Linked DNA regions of Mus musculus: region 2 is linked to region 1. A link is a contact called in public HiChIP or PLAC-seq data. All regions are on one chromosome and are shown on one strand. The core of a region is the stretch at or near the end of the contact, and the rest is flanking DNA. Distances in the headings are between cores, read along the strand shown. Region 1 overlaps Itgav (integrin alpha V). Region 2 overlaps Ctnnd1 (catenin (cadherin associated protein), delta 1).

What was found. HiChIP or PLAC-seq counts read pairs in DNA pulled down with a chosen protein or histone mark.
Region 2: a contact with region 1 is called in an H3K27ac HiChIP or PLAC-seq map of microglia, with 5 times the contacts expected there. The contact joins two enhancer-like sites. A contact is called at or near these places in 3 of 39 promoter capture datasets (the C10 cell line, liver and neutrophils), 2 of 115 datasets of contacts at active chromatin or transcription factors (embryonic stem cells and microglia) and 1 of 9 other capture datasets (liver).

What each region holds. Positions count from the first base shown.
Region 1 is chr2:83,725,624-83,732,707 of GRCm38.p6, reverse strand. All of the region lies in intron 1 of Itgav (integrin alpha V), which reads right to left. Among named protein-coding and RNA genes, the nearest start is that of Itgav, 4.8 kb to the right of the region's middle. Within about 2 kb of position 3,172, at least 122 of the 459 cell types and tissues checked have an H3K27ac peak or open chromatin away from gene starts, as enhancers often do. A contact at or near this core is called in microglia, where this site is marked.
Region 2 is chr2:84,613,689-84,620,772 of GRCm38.p6, reverse strand. It overlaps Ctnnd1 (catenin (cadherin associated protein), delta 1), which reads left to right. Exons shown (of 19, transcript NM_001085450.1): 5 at 319-854; 6 at 3,830-4,293; 7 at 5,502-5,685; 8 at 6,768-6,885. Among named protein-coding and RNA genes, the nearest start is that of Ctnnd1, 34 kb to the left of the region's middle. Within about 2 kb of position 2,707, at least 89 of the 459 cell types and tissues checked have an H3K27ac peak or open chromatin away from gene starts, as enhancers often do. A contact at or near this core is called in microglia, where this site is marked.

The DNA of each region.
Region 1 (7,084 bases), core at 1,923-4,422:
CTAACACAGAGTAAGCCTCTGTGGGATGCCATCCTTCCACTGGGGATGGAGTGGGGAGCCAAGTTCCTTCTCCCACTATGTGATGCTGTCAAGTCTAGCACACATCCCTTCCCCTAGCCTTCAGGCTGAAAGGTGGTGACCGGTATTCAGTGGTTCCTATGCTCTGCCCTTTTCTTTGGCCACGGGAAGGCTGAAATGCAAGCTGTGGGGTCAGGAGAAGGCTGAGTCACAAAGTAGTCAGTGATCTGGTGACCTGAGACTATCCATGCACTGCTTGTCAAAGTCTGCACCTTGACGAGGACTTGGTTCCTTCCTTCCGAGTTCTTGCACTGGCCATCAGAGCACAGAAATATGCGAGCCCTTAGTGTGTGGACCAATGGGGTTCCAAGTGAGAACAGCTGGTCCCCAGATTTGCCTTGACACCCACAAGCAACTCACTTCCAGAGTGTCTTTTACACATTTCTGTTCAGAACCTTCTATAATTTTTTTTCAAAACGATTCACAACTTATAAGTGCTTATTTGAATGTGGGGCTCTAGTTCACCCTTCTGCCTGAGCAGATAACAACACATTCATTAGCTACAGGTCTCTGTCTTTTACTAACTACATAGCAATAAGTCATTCCCAAAGTACTCCATCAACTCTTGGGTCACGGAAACCGTACTTTTCAAATAATTCGATTATTTAAATTATACTTAAAACAATGTCCTTATGTAACAATTCAATTTAGTTTTATACTTGAGTTATCTTCTTGACTTGGCAACTGTAAAACCGCGAGCACTCATCGGTTATTATTAGGGGACTTATTAGGGGACGGCCTCTGGCTAAAGCTGAAGGGGCACAGTGGGAGAGAGCACGGAATAAAAATGTCTCTGTTGGCAGCACACAGCCTGAGTGCTTGCAGGAGTCCAGGAACCAGGCTTCTGCTTTCATCAGGCTGTCCGCACATTACAGGCATGAAAGGATGGTAATTAGAAGAGCTAATATTGATGTTCAACAGTTTCCCTATGCATCCCTTCATGTGCAGTCTTGCCCACTGGTAAAATACATAGAAATAGGAGAATAATGAAGATGGAACTTGTGAAAACTGTCAGGGTCTAATCCCAGGTTAGTGATTAAAAATCAATAAGATTAAAAATATGAGAAACAGAGTTTTTTATACAAATATCACTGTAATACTTTGGTTACTTTTAAGATATTTAAGTATTTTAAAAGAAACAAATGGAGATTTGGAAAAAGTTTAAAAAAAAAGAATTTTTAAAATATTTATTTATTTATTTAATGTATGTGAGTACACTATAGCTGTCTTCAGACACACCAGAAGAGGGCATCAGATCCCATTACAGATGGTTGTGAGCCACCATGTGGTTGCTGGGATTTGAACTCAGGACCTCTGGAAGAGCAGTCAGTGCTCTTAACCTCTGAGCCATCTCTCCAGCCTCAAAAGTAAAGAATCTTAGAAGGAAGTTATATATTAAAAAAAATAAATAAGTATTCCCATAGACTGGAGGGTACAGGGTGGGAAAAAGATGCTAAGAAAATTAAGGAAGCTGGGCTGATGTGGTGCACACTTTTAATTCCAGCACTTGGCAGGCTGAGATAGGCAGATCTTTGAGTTAGAGCCAACCTGGTCTACAGAGTGAATGCCTGGATATCCAGGGCTACACAGAGAGACCAAGGAAAGGAGGAGAGGAAGAGAAGAGGAAGAAGAGGAGAAAGGAGGTGGTGATGGAGGTGGTGATGGAGGTGGTGATGGAGGTGGTGATGGAGGTGGTGTTAGAAGTGATCTTTTTGTACACTTTGTGAAGACGTATCTCTGTCCTTCCTTGCCTGCTTAAGGTGCCTCTGATTGGTTGAAATAAAAAGCCTATGACCTATAACAAAAAGCATAATAGTAAGGTGGGACTTCTGAAGAGAGAGAGAGAGAGAGAGAGAGAGTGACTGATTGGCTCTGGGAAGGAGGATGGCACAGGGATGCACTACTCAGAGTCAGAGGAAGCATTATTTGGGAACTGGGGCAGGCATAGAAAGGTCACAGTTACAAGAAGGAGAAGAAAAAGAAAGAGGAGAAGCAGGAGGAAGAAGAGAAGAAAGAGGAAGAAGAGGAAGAGGAAGAATAATTAAGACAAAAGTTATTTATGCTACAAAAAAAAAAAACAAACAAACCAACCTGTAAGCCCATCAATGAAACACTTTATAAAAAGCAAGTAGTGTTACTTAAAAGTCAACTAAAACTGTCTGCTGATTGCCTGCAGAAGTCCAGGTATAAGAAAAGAGGAGACAGAATAGAAAAGTTGTTTGCAGTGTAACAAGCAGCACCACCCAGTGCAAACAGAAGGGGTCAACTCACAAACAAGGCAAGCAGTCAAGAGGAGTCACTTGAAATCTCCGTTCTCAGGTCTCCAGAACAGAGGTACAACGCTCTGTCGTTACTTAAATTCTTTCCCAGGTGGCCAGTCGATAAATGAAAACAATACGTTAGCAATCAAACCAGCAGTTGATATACTTAATAAACTATTTCCTAATGAAATAGGAAGTAATTTAAAGTCTGCTTTTAAAGGAGCTTTTCTTTCCACAGAGCCATTAGTGCTCAAGTAACTAACTCAAAGGAGAAGAGGGAAAAGCGAAGGGCAGGAAAGCTGGCTCATACCGTTTCCTGGCAAAGCCGACAGGTGGGGAGCTACCTTAAGCTCGCACGGGGCTGGAAAGACCTCACGGAAGAATGTGTATATTTTTGAAGCTAAGCAACGTAAGATCCAACATGCCTTCGGTGCTCTCCTTGCTGTCTCTATCTCACTCCAAAAAAAAGTACGCCCAAAAACATGACCAAGAGCCACACCTACACCAGCACTCGATGGTAACTCGATTTATTTGTACTAATGCCTCTTTAGGACTCCAGAAATGAGTGTGCTATTCATGCGATGCCAAGGAATGGGGGGAGATGCTAAGAAGCAGCAGGAAAAGAAAGGAAGAGATAGAGAGAAAGAGAGAGAGAGGAGCGAGAGGAGCGGAAGGCAAGAGATGGGAAGGAGAAAGCAGTTTGGGTGGGGGTGGGAAGAGAAAGAGGGGAAAGAGACACGCTGTGAGGATGGCCCTGAGCTGCACTTCCTACCCAGTGCAGAAGAGGAAGGGCAGTTGCTTCACAGAATACAAGTCTGGCTACCAAGCAGGGCAGCTGGCCAAACAATGACAAGTACACTTCCAAACTTTCCAAATGAACTAAGCTCTTTGGCTGCTCTCAGCACTGGCCTTTCCGAGATAAAGCTTGTTTCATATACGTAGCTGACTCTGAGGTGTCCAATGGGAACTCCTGAAAAAAAAAACACTATTTATATACATAAAAGGAAATGTGTATAAAATAGTTGAGGTGTAATTCAAGTTTCAGATTTTCTCTACAAACAAACAAATGCTTTGGGTCAACAACTATGTAAAGTAAAACGGAGACAGTAACTACCACATTTCATGCACGGCCCTGGAACTCACAGGCATTGCCCTGCCTCTGCATCCCGAGGCCTGGGAATTAAGGTATCCACCAACCATCACATCCACCCAATAAATCTATGATCTTAACCGAAAGGAATAGACCTAAGGTTTGCTTTCCAAATAATAAAGACTGTAGTTTAACCAGATGTATTATTTATGATGGAGAAAATTAACCAACACAGTACATTCAAGTTTATTAAAACATGCACTTTTTTTTCTTTTTGGGGGGTGGGTGTGCGTTTTTGAGACCAGGTCTCACTCTGTAGCCAAAGCTAGCCATCCTGGAACTCACTACCTAGCCCAGGCTGGCCTCAAACTTGTGACAATCCTCTCCTGCCTCAGCATTCTGGGTGCTGGGACTTCAGGTAAGTACACTACTTTGAGTCATTTTCTAAGGTATTGTGACATGGAAATTTGAAAATTTTCCTTCAGGAGGCCTTAATCTGGGTTTGGATTTCCTCTGCCAATGGAACTACTGAAAAAAAAAAGTTTTGGAAATATAAAAGCAGTAGAAACATATAACATGTTTTGCAGGTCTATCAGCCAAATAGGCAGAATGATTCAAGAAGCTCTGAGCCGCCCAGAGCCAGGCTCAAGTGAGAAGCAGAAGCAGAAAGCGAGCTAGCAGCAAGGAAGCATTATCAAGGAAGAGATTGTAAGTCCTTCTGCCTGGTGACTAAGCAGTGACTAATCTCAGAGGAGTGTAGCAGGAGAGGCAAAGTAAAATAGAAAATCAGAGGGAGGAATATGAAATGATCTCCAGGGCAACAGAGAAAGGAGGGTTCCATTAATAGAAGTGGAGGTGCAACCAACATCTCCTGATGCAAATAGAATTCATTTTTAGCTGAGTTAACACGGCTAATTCGGGCTAACTGGCCCACAGCTATTGCAATATTGTTCCTAATGGAGATAAAGAACTTGAAACTAGGGCCTTTTCTGTTCTGAGAAAAGGTATCATGTTACCCCAGCAGGCCTGGAACACAGGACATAAGTGGGGCTTGAACTCCTGATCCTCCTACCTCCATCTCTCAAGTGCTAAGATTACAGATGCATTTTCTAAGCATTTTCTACCACAATGCCCGGCTCCATTCTGGAAGCTTTGCTTAACACTTCTTTTTAGTGAGTACTGATGCATTCATTTCCATAACAATATGAAGATGATATTCTCACTCATAATCTTCTATTATAAGAAAAAAGAGGGGCTGGAGAGATGGCTCAGCGGTTAAGAGCACTGACTGCTCTTCCAAAGGTTCTGAGTTCAAATCCCAGCAACCACATGGCAGCTCACAACCATCTGTAATGGGATCTGATGCCATCTTCTGCTTTGTCTGAAGACAGGGACAGTGTACTCATCATATATATAAAATTCAAATAAATAAAATTTACAAAAAGAAAAAGAAAAAGAAGAAGTGAACCCGTTCCGTAGTATTTAGATTTCTGAAACTGGAATATGTGGGGATCACAGCTACTCTCCTCCTTAATCAATTTTTTTCACATAGGGGGAGCTCTTTTATTAACATTTTACTACATAGTTCTCCTTTAAAAGTTTTTAAGCCAGGCATGGTAATGCATGCCTTTAATCCCAGCACTTGGGAGGCACGGGCAGGCAGAGAGAGAGAGAGAAAGAAAGAGAGAGAGAGAGAGAGAGAGAGAGAGAGAAGGAGGGAAGGAGGGAGAGAAAGGAAAGGAAAGGAAAAAAGGAACTATCAATATATGCAACAGATAATGACATACAATACTGTGGATTCTAATGCTTGCTGAATATATAGTGAATATACAGGTGCCTTTGCCAATACTAAGCATAATTTTGTTTGGTTGGGTTTTTGGCAGGTGGGATGAGGTAGCTTTTCTCTGTGTAGTCCTGGCTATCCCCGAATTCTTTCTGTAAACCAGGCTGGCCTTCAACTCAGAGATCTGCCTGACTCTGCTTCCAGAGTCCTAGGATTTAAGCATGTGCTACCACCATCTGAAATTTTGTTTGGTTTTGGTTTTTTTCTATTTTAAGATTAAGTATAATTTTGTAATAATCTTCATTTAATCTGGAAGAGTCAGTAAGTATAAACCGTTGTTTAGGTGTATTGGGAGGGAGGGGGCCCCTCAAAGTTGCTTTCTTTTTTATGTTAGGCTGGTCTCTTGGTACCAAAGTTGATAGTGACTGTTTCAAAATACAACATGCAATCTCCAAAGTTCCACAATATCTTACTATTAAAACTCATGCATAAGTTCCTGTAAACATGAGACTGTGTAAATGTATGAGCTCATTGCATATCCATATGTTTTCCAAAGATTAGTTACATTCCTTGCAATCAACAATAGTAAATACCACCAACAGCTCAAAACTGCTGTTTTCCATGGCAAAAGACAATTAAAAGCTTGCCAGCCTGCCATGTTTCTGGATGTATCTTGGATACTAAATCTTTGCCATAGACAAACAGAAGCAAAAAAACAAACAAACAAACAAACAAAAACAAAAACCAACTAAATTAATAACAGTAAAAAGTAATAACATCTGCAAAACACTCCATCAACTCTGAAGTATTTAACTGCTAATTCCTGTAAGGCAGAGAATATATTTTCAGTCAGAAAAATTTCTGTATAATTTAATCTAAAAGATACACCCAGGGGGCAAGTGCAGTGGCCATGATGTAAAAAGCATACAATTAAAAAAATACATGGAGCCGGGTGTGGTGGTGCACGTCTTTAATCCCAGCACTCGGGAAGCAGAGGCAGGCGCATTTCTGAGTTCGAGGCCAGCCTGGTCTACAAAGTGAGTTCCAGGATGGCCAGAGCTATACAGAGAAACCCTGTCTCGAAAAACCAAAAACAAACAAACAAACAAAAAATACATGGAAAGGAGAAACTTTTAAACAGTGAGCTAACTAAAGCGGTCTGATAGAGTGGATGTGGCTGTAGCTCAGAGGTATATTACAGACTCAGCAGCCTGGGCCCCTGAGTAGAACCCCAAGCTCTACTCTATCCATACAAAGAGATCATTCGCATGGCGGGAGTGGTTAAATGTCTGCAATTGGTGCTTCTGTGGTTTTTTGGTTTTGTTTTTGTTTTTTTGGAGAGTGTGAGCTCAGGTCTAACAGAAAGCACTGACAATGTGAATCAAACCGTGCTCTACATAAACAATGTCGATTTTTGCCAACCCCACCCAAGCTACAGGTTGCTTTAAGGACTGGTTCCTATGATACTCATCAGTGTTCAGGAAAACGGTGACAAACCCTGGAGGCTGCCCCAACTACCTCAGACAAATACTTAGGTCACCTTCAAATGAACCTTGTATCACCTACCCATCAAAATTATGCCTTGCACCTCCCCAAAACTAAATTGGGGGGGGAGTTGGGGGTTTGTGGTAAAAAAAAAATATGTTGTTACCCCAAGGGGTACACTAAGAAGTAACTAAAGAAACCGTTTCTTTGGAAATACAATGTAATAGACATGAAAAACATCAATTTAATCGGGGTTTCCTACACTAGTAGGGATGAGAATGATGCCAGCGTTGAGTCAAAGACAACTTTAATCCAAAAACACGACATTAGCCGTCACAAATCCTCAGGAACTTTGCAACACGGGACGTGAGTAATTTGAAAGCCTAC
Region 2 (7,084 bases), core at 1,458-3,957, 890 kb before region 1:
AACGAGTTAAGTGAGCCAAAGCCACTGTCTGCCAGAAAGAAAGTGATGCCTGGGCAAAGAGACAAGGTAAAAGAAGTTCAGGAAGTGGGAAGAGAGGAGGAGTATGACAGTTACAGTAGCTTCCGGAGAGGATGTTAGTGATTGGGCAGTTTTTTTCCATTGAGGGCTTCTGTAGGATGGAGAAGAGATATAGATGACACACACTTCTGTATAAAGACCTAGAGGGTAGGGTTTCTATCTTAGAGTACTGTGGAATTTAAACTTAGATTCTTTATTTCCTCAATAGTTGGTTTTCCTTTTCTTATTCCTTAAATGAAGGTCAAAAAAGTTGTGAAGACAATGACAACTCGGACAGTACAGCCTGTCCCCATGGGGCCAGACGGGCTGCCCGTGGACGCCTCAGCAGTCTCCAATAACTATATCCAGACCTTGGGCCGTGATTTTCGCAAGAATGGCAATGGGGGCCCTGGTCCCTATGTGGGGCAAGCGGGCACTGCCACTCTTCCTAGGAACTTCCACTATCCTCCAGATGGGTATGGCCGACACTATGAAGATGGTTATCCAGGTGGCAGTGACAACTACGGCAGTCTGTCCCGGGTGACCCGAATTGAGGAGCGGTATAGGCCCAGCATGGAAGGCTACCGGGCACCCAGTAGACAAGATGTCTATGGGCCCCAGCCCCAGGTTCGAGTAGGTGGAAGCAGTGTGGACCTGCATCGTTTTCATCCTGAGCCTTACGGGCTAGAGGATGACCAGCGCAGCATGGGCTATGATGACCTCGATTACGGCATGATGTCTGATTATGGTACTGCCCGTCGGACAGGAACACCCTCTGACCCTCGACGACGCCTCAGGTGGGCAGGAGTGGGGGAAGAGGTAGCTTTAGGGACTCCTAGAGGTCACTAAGCACCTGTCTGCTCTGAGGGCTCTTCCTCCTAGAGCTGATCTTTGCTGGCTGAAGATGCCATGCTGACTGTTTGGATGCGTAGTTGCCATGGAGGAAGATTTTACAATGGGATTGATTGGTCCTCACTCCCTTTCTTTCTTCCTTCCCTTTCTTTATTCTTGTTATTGTTGAGACAGGGTATCACTATTTAGCTCTGGCTGGTAGACCTTTTTTAAAGGACCCATTTTAGGCTTTGTGTGCTGTTCATTAGTGCCTTTGTCATGTCTCTTGTCGGGATTTCATATTTTTAAAAGGTTATTTTAAAAACTCTTACTTATGGGTGTGCACAAAAAAACATGTTTGGTCTTGGGCTGCAAACATTACTTTAAAATCAGGGTCTATATTTTCCAAGTTAAGAAATAAAGGAAGGCTTATAGTTATCTTGATAGTGAGGGTGCCCTGGCAGCTGTTCTCAGTCTTTGTAAGTAGGTTCATGACCTTCCAAAGCAAAGGTCTTGGCACTTTCCAAATGTATATTAGGTGGTATTGGCTAACCATAAACTGAATTAGTCTGGGACAGGAGTAGAGGCCCTATTATCTAAGCCTGAGTCACTGACACTCTTCAGATGGCGTGGTTAGCAAATTCAACTCCCATGTGACTCACCTTTTATTCCTAAAGGGGCACCAGATCTTAGCTGGTGTAAGCTAGCTAGGGTAGATAGATAGCAGCTATCATTAGAAGAGTCTGCCCAAGGAGTGGGGCTGAAGTCTGCTTGCTCTGACTTCCTCAATAGCCAAGAGAGATTAGACACAGGTGGGTGTGGATGACCAGACTGTTCCCTGCTGTCCTTTGAAGTGCCAGTCACATAGAGCGGGTTTGGGGCTTGGTTCTTGGGTTTATTCCAGGGTGACATTGAGTTTGGAATCCTGCTTGACTAGCAAGATTCTTGACTAGAAGAATTCTGCTTCCTGTTTCGGCCTTCAAGAATAGTGCAAGGTCAAACTTTCATAGCAAGGCAGTGATTAGTGGCAAAAGCACTGAACTTGAAAACCCTGGTTTTAGTTTGCCTCTGCCATTATCTATAGAGCCTTAAGCAAGTTATTGGGTCATTTGTGCAGTTTTGTTATTTGTGAAAGAATCTTGATCTACTGCCTATGAAAGAAGGAAGTATAAAGATAGACTTCCTTGAGTGACTGAAACAAAATCTGGCAGTGGCAATTATTTTTATAGTTGCTTGTCTTAAACAAGAAAAGTAAAATATGCTCAGCATACAGCCTAAAACACCATTCTCTCATGGACAGTTTGGTGTTTCTTGGGGTTTTCTTGAAAACATGTATCCTGTTTTCTCATTAAAAGGAAATATTTTTTCATATAGTGTTTAGCAATCTGCTTTTAAAACAAAACAACTTACTTTATTTTGTTTAAATGACATTTTAAGTTTAAAGGTGCCTTTACTATCAACCCCCTACTTCCCTTGGTTTTTCAAGACCAGGGCTGTCCTGGAGCTTTCTCTGTAGACCAGGCTGGCCTTGAACTCATAGAGATTTGCCCTGCCTTTGTCTCCCAACTACTGAGATTAAAGCCATGTGCCACTACTGCCAAGTCTATTTATTTTTTAATGAAATGATTTGTTCTACTGAGTTTTTTATTGTTTAATGATCAGTGTTGATACCTGTTAGGTAGGCTAATTTTCAATGTTTGGTGACTGTGGGAGTGGTTTTATGGAACAAGCAAGTCTTATTTGGAGAGTCCTACACAATAGAGTCCCCTATCCCAGTGGGAGCCCGGGGGGGGGGGGGGGGGGTTGGGTTGGTGGTGAGTGAGGTGAGCTCATAGATAATAGGGTTCTTCCTTTGTACTTATAAATAACAGTGTGACAGGCTCACCCTCTAGTGGGTATTGATGGTACTGAAACAGGAAGTGTTGCTTCTCATCTGACATCTTTCAGTTTCTTCTTCTGATCCAAGAGCTGGGACATTCCAATATATGTTGGTGTATAGGTGCCATTTGGCAGACATGGAAATGTAGAAGTTGAAGGATGGAACTCTTCTTGGAACATACCTGTCTGACTGAATAGCACGTGAGGCCCTGGGATGAACTGTGACAGCTAGTGTTCAAGTTTATGCCTCAGTAGTACTAAAGCTAACTCCTCAACAATATAGCCAGAAGTCCTCTGTTTTTCTTGATCAGTGCCTCTTCAATTTCCAAAATAGGGCGAGCTTAATAGTTTTGTTCCACTAGCTCTTTCCTGTGTGCGGATTCCTTGTGTGTTCTCTTTGTGATGAACGTTCCACATACTTGTCTTTCTCAATCAGCAAACTTCACAGGTTACTTTTTAAAATTTATTTATTTATTTATTTATTCATTCATTCATTCATTCATTCATTCATTGGTTTTTTGAGACAGGGTTTCTCTGTGTAGCCCTGGCTATCCTGGAACTCACTTTTTAGCCCAGGCTGGCCTCGAACTCAGAAATCCGCCTGCCTCTGCCTCCCAAGTGCTGGGATTAAAGGCGTGCGCCACCACACCCGGCCACAGGTTACTTTTAAGTTATTAAAATTGGACCCAGGGAGAGAGTTCAGTTGGTGAAATGCTTTTTGCACAACATGAGGACCAGGATTTGAGCTCCAGTACCTACATAACAAGCTAAGCTCTGTGGTGGCAGAGATAAGAGGATCCTTGGGTCCTGCAGGACAGTCAGACTAGTTTATCAGCAAGCTTCAGATTTGGGAAGAAACTCTGTCTCAAAAAAAAATAATAATAATAATGTCGAGGGACATTGAGAGTACTTGCACTTGCTCACAAAATTATTAAAAATTGACCATACAGAGGAGACACATGATCTCTGTAGAGCTGTGATCCTACCTTGAAGATGATTGGTAATAGGAATGTCTATGAAGCCAGATTTAACTGCTTGGTTCTTTGTTCTTTCAAAATTGCAGGAGCTATGAAGACATGATTGGTGAAGAGGTGCCGCCTGATCAGTACTATTGGGCTCCTTTAGCTCAGCATGAGCGGGGCAGTTTAGCAAGCTTGGATAGTTTGCGAAAGGGAATGCCCCCACCTTCAAACTGGAGACAGCCTGAGCTGCCAGAGGTGATTGCCATGTTAGGCTTCCGCTTGGATGCTGTTAAGTCCAATGCAGCTGCATACCTGCAGCACTTATGCTACCGCAATGACAAGGTGAAGACTGACGTGCGGAAGCTCAAGGGTATCCCGATATTGGTAGGATTGTTAGACCATCCCAAAAAGGAAGTGCACCTCGGAGCCTGTGGAGCTCTCAAGAATATCTCTTTTGGACGTGACCAAGATAACAAGATCGCCATAAAAAACTGTGATGGTGTTCCTGCTCTGGTCCGATTGCTCCGAAAGGCTCGTGATATGGACCTGACTGAAGTGATTACTGGTGAGTGCCAGGTTAGAGGTCACTGTTAATCTATAGACAGGTATGGATCTAGAACTTTCTAGACTCTTAACTTTTAATTAATTTATTGAATAATTAATTCTTTTTGAGTCAGGGTCTCACTGTGTAGCTCTGGCTGGCCTAGAACTCACTATGTTGAGCAGGTTGGACTTGAACTTGAAGTAATCTACCTGCTTCGGCCTCCCAAATTCTGTGATAAAAAGCATACACTACCATGCCTGGCCAATCCATTATCTTTTGATTATAGGTTCCGAGGTAGTGAGTAGCCTTGGGTCAAATCTGCTTTACAGATTTGATTGGATGACACATGACACACGCAATATTCTCCAACACATTGTGCATACCTGCATGTTTTCTTGTTTTTTTGAGGTAAAGTCTTTCTCTATGTAGGCAAGTTCTAGAACTCACTATGTAGCTTAGGCTGTCTTCTCACAGAGATCCACTTGCCTCTGCCTCCTGAGCTCTAGGATTAACGAGTGGGCCACCATTTCTGGTGCAGTCTGTTATTTTTGACCAACTATAGTAGTAGAGAAACTTGTTTTCCAAAGACACAAGCTGGAGAGCAATTGCCATTTATCCACAACCTTATAATCTGTTTTAAATGTGTACCTTTCTTGACTCAAGCAGCCTGTTCCATTTAGAAATTTGAGTTTATGGCCATTTATTTGGAATAATTTTCCAGATTATACAAGGTGATCCGTTTTGTGGGGGTATAATCACCATTCCAGAAAGAAAAAGAAATATTGGTTCTTAATTGGCAGGATATTTTTGCCCCAAGAGGACATCTCCATTGCTGCAGTTGCTTTTGGTTGTCATAACTTGAGGTTAGGTAGAGCATGTTCTTGGCATCCAATGAGTAAAGGCTAGGGCCTGATTAACGGGCAAGCATCCAACAATAGACAGGACAACTTCCCACAGCAAAGAATTATGTGGTCCAAAGTGACTGTGTTGCTGAGCTAAAGAAACTGGTGTAGATTGTTTTGTAAAGCTATTTGTGCCTATATTAAACTATACTATAAAATACATATTACCATGGGCCAGAAGCCTGACTAATACTACATGGAGTCCTAGACTCTGTAATGGGTAAATCTGTGGTCATTGACGAAGAAGGAATAGAATAGGGCTGCCTCTGATATTCTGCAGACATACTGTCTTGGGTGCTAAAGAGCTCTCTGAATTGTCCCTGTCAGGAACCCTGTGGAATCTCTCATCCCATGATTCAATCAAAATGGAGATTGTGGACCATGCGCTACATGCCTTGACAGATGAAGTTATCATTCCACATTCTGGTTGGGAGAGAGAACCTAATGAAGACTGTAAGCCACGGCATATTGAATGGGAGTCAGTGCTTACCAACACTGCTGGCTGCCTTCGGTAAGTGGAGGTTTTCAAGACTATAAAGATTCAATTTTTGCTGGAGTTGGTAGTGCTGGCCTATAAACCTGTCAGACCCTGTCTCAACAAGGGATGTGGTTTGGCTGCAGATAGAATGGAACTCGTTGCTAAGGTGCTTCCCTGGGTGCAGTCTCCAGTCCCATACATATATGCATGCACCCCAGTTGGACACTTTTTCTTTTTTTTTTTAAATTAGAAGTTGAGTTTCTGTTTGTTTGTTTGCTTGCCTGCTTCTTTTAATTATGATTATTTTGTGGTACTGAGGACCAAATTCAAGACATTGCATGTTCTAGGCAACCTTTACTCTACCTTGTGTGTACTCGACCTCAGCCTACCTGCCTTTGCTTCTTTCTTGTGTGTACCATGTTTATCGGCTTGTGTGTTTATTCCCTCTTCCTGTTCACTTTTTATTCCTCTTTGATTTTGTTCATCTAATTAGGTAAACGCCTTTTTAGAGCCTCCCACATACAAGCTTCTTACCTAGTTGTGGATTTTTGTGTCTTGGTTCCTGTCATGGTCATCTGTATTTCAAATTAAACACCTTTGTCATTGTCTGTATTTATTTGTGCTGCTATATAACAAATGACTTCTGGCTAGATTTACTGATGTTGGTTCTGCCCTCCCCACAAACCCATTTTTTTTTTTTTTTTTTTTTTGTGGTGCTGGGTATTAAACCCATTGCCTTGTATAATCTTGGGTAAACTATCTGCCACTTAGCCTGAAAGAGGGTGTCAGATCCTCTGGAGCTACAACCTTTGTGTGGGTGCTGAGGGTTGAACCCAAGTCCTTAGAAGAGCATCCAGTGCTAGTGCTCTTGACGCTGCCTGCCTGTTCCAGTTCCTGGTATGCATGTTTTTCAACAGGACTTCACAAGCTTGAGAAAGCTCAGCAGACAGACTTTCAGTCAATTTCCAACTGCAGTACCTTGCTTTTAAGTATCAATTGCCTATTGTACTGAATACAAAAGGTTTTAAGGAAGCTTTCGATGGAAATGAAGAACAATATCTGTGGGGGGCACTTTATGGATTTAAGTCCTCTACTTAATTTTGTGTTTCCCTTAGGAACGTAAGCTCAGAGAGGAGTGAAGCCCGGAGGAAACTTCGGGAATGTGACGGCTTAGTTGATGCCCTCATTTTCATCGTTCAGGCAGAAATTGGGCAGAAGGATTCAGACAGTAAGGTAAGTTAATGAATGACTAAGTGAATTTTGTTCACTAAGGCGCCTGTGGTCCAGACCTACCACCTCAGGCTATCAGGTAATATAAAATATTTATTATGCTACCCCCTCTCCCTAAAATGGGCATTTAGTTTAGACAAAGAGAAGTGTGTGTGTGTGTGTGTGTGTGTGTATGTGTGTGTGTGTGTGTGTGTGTGTGTGT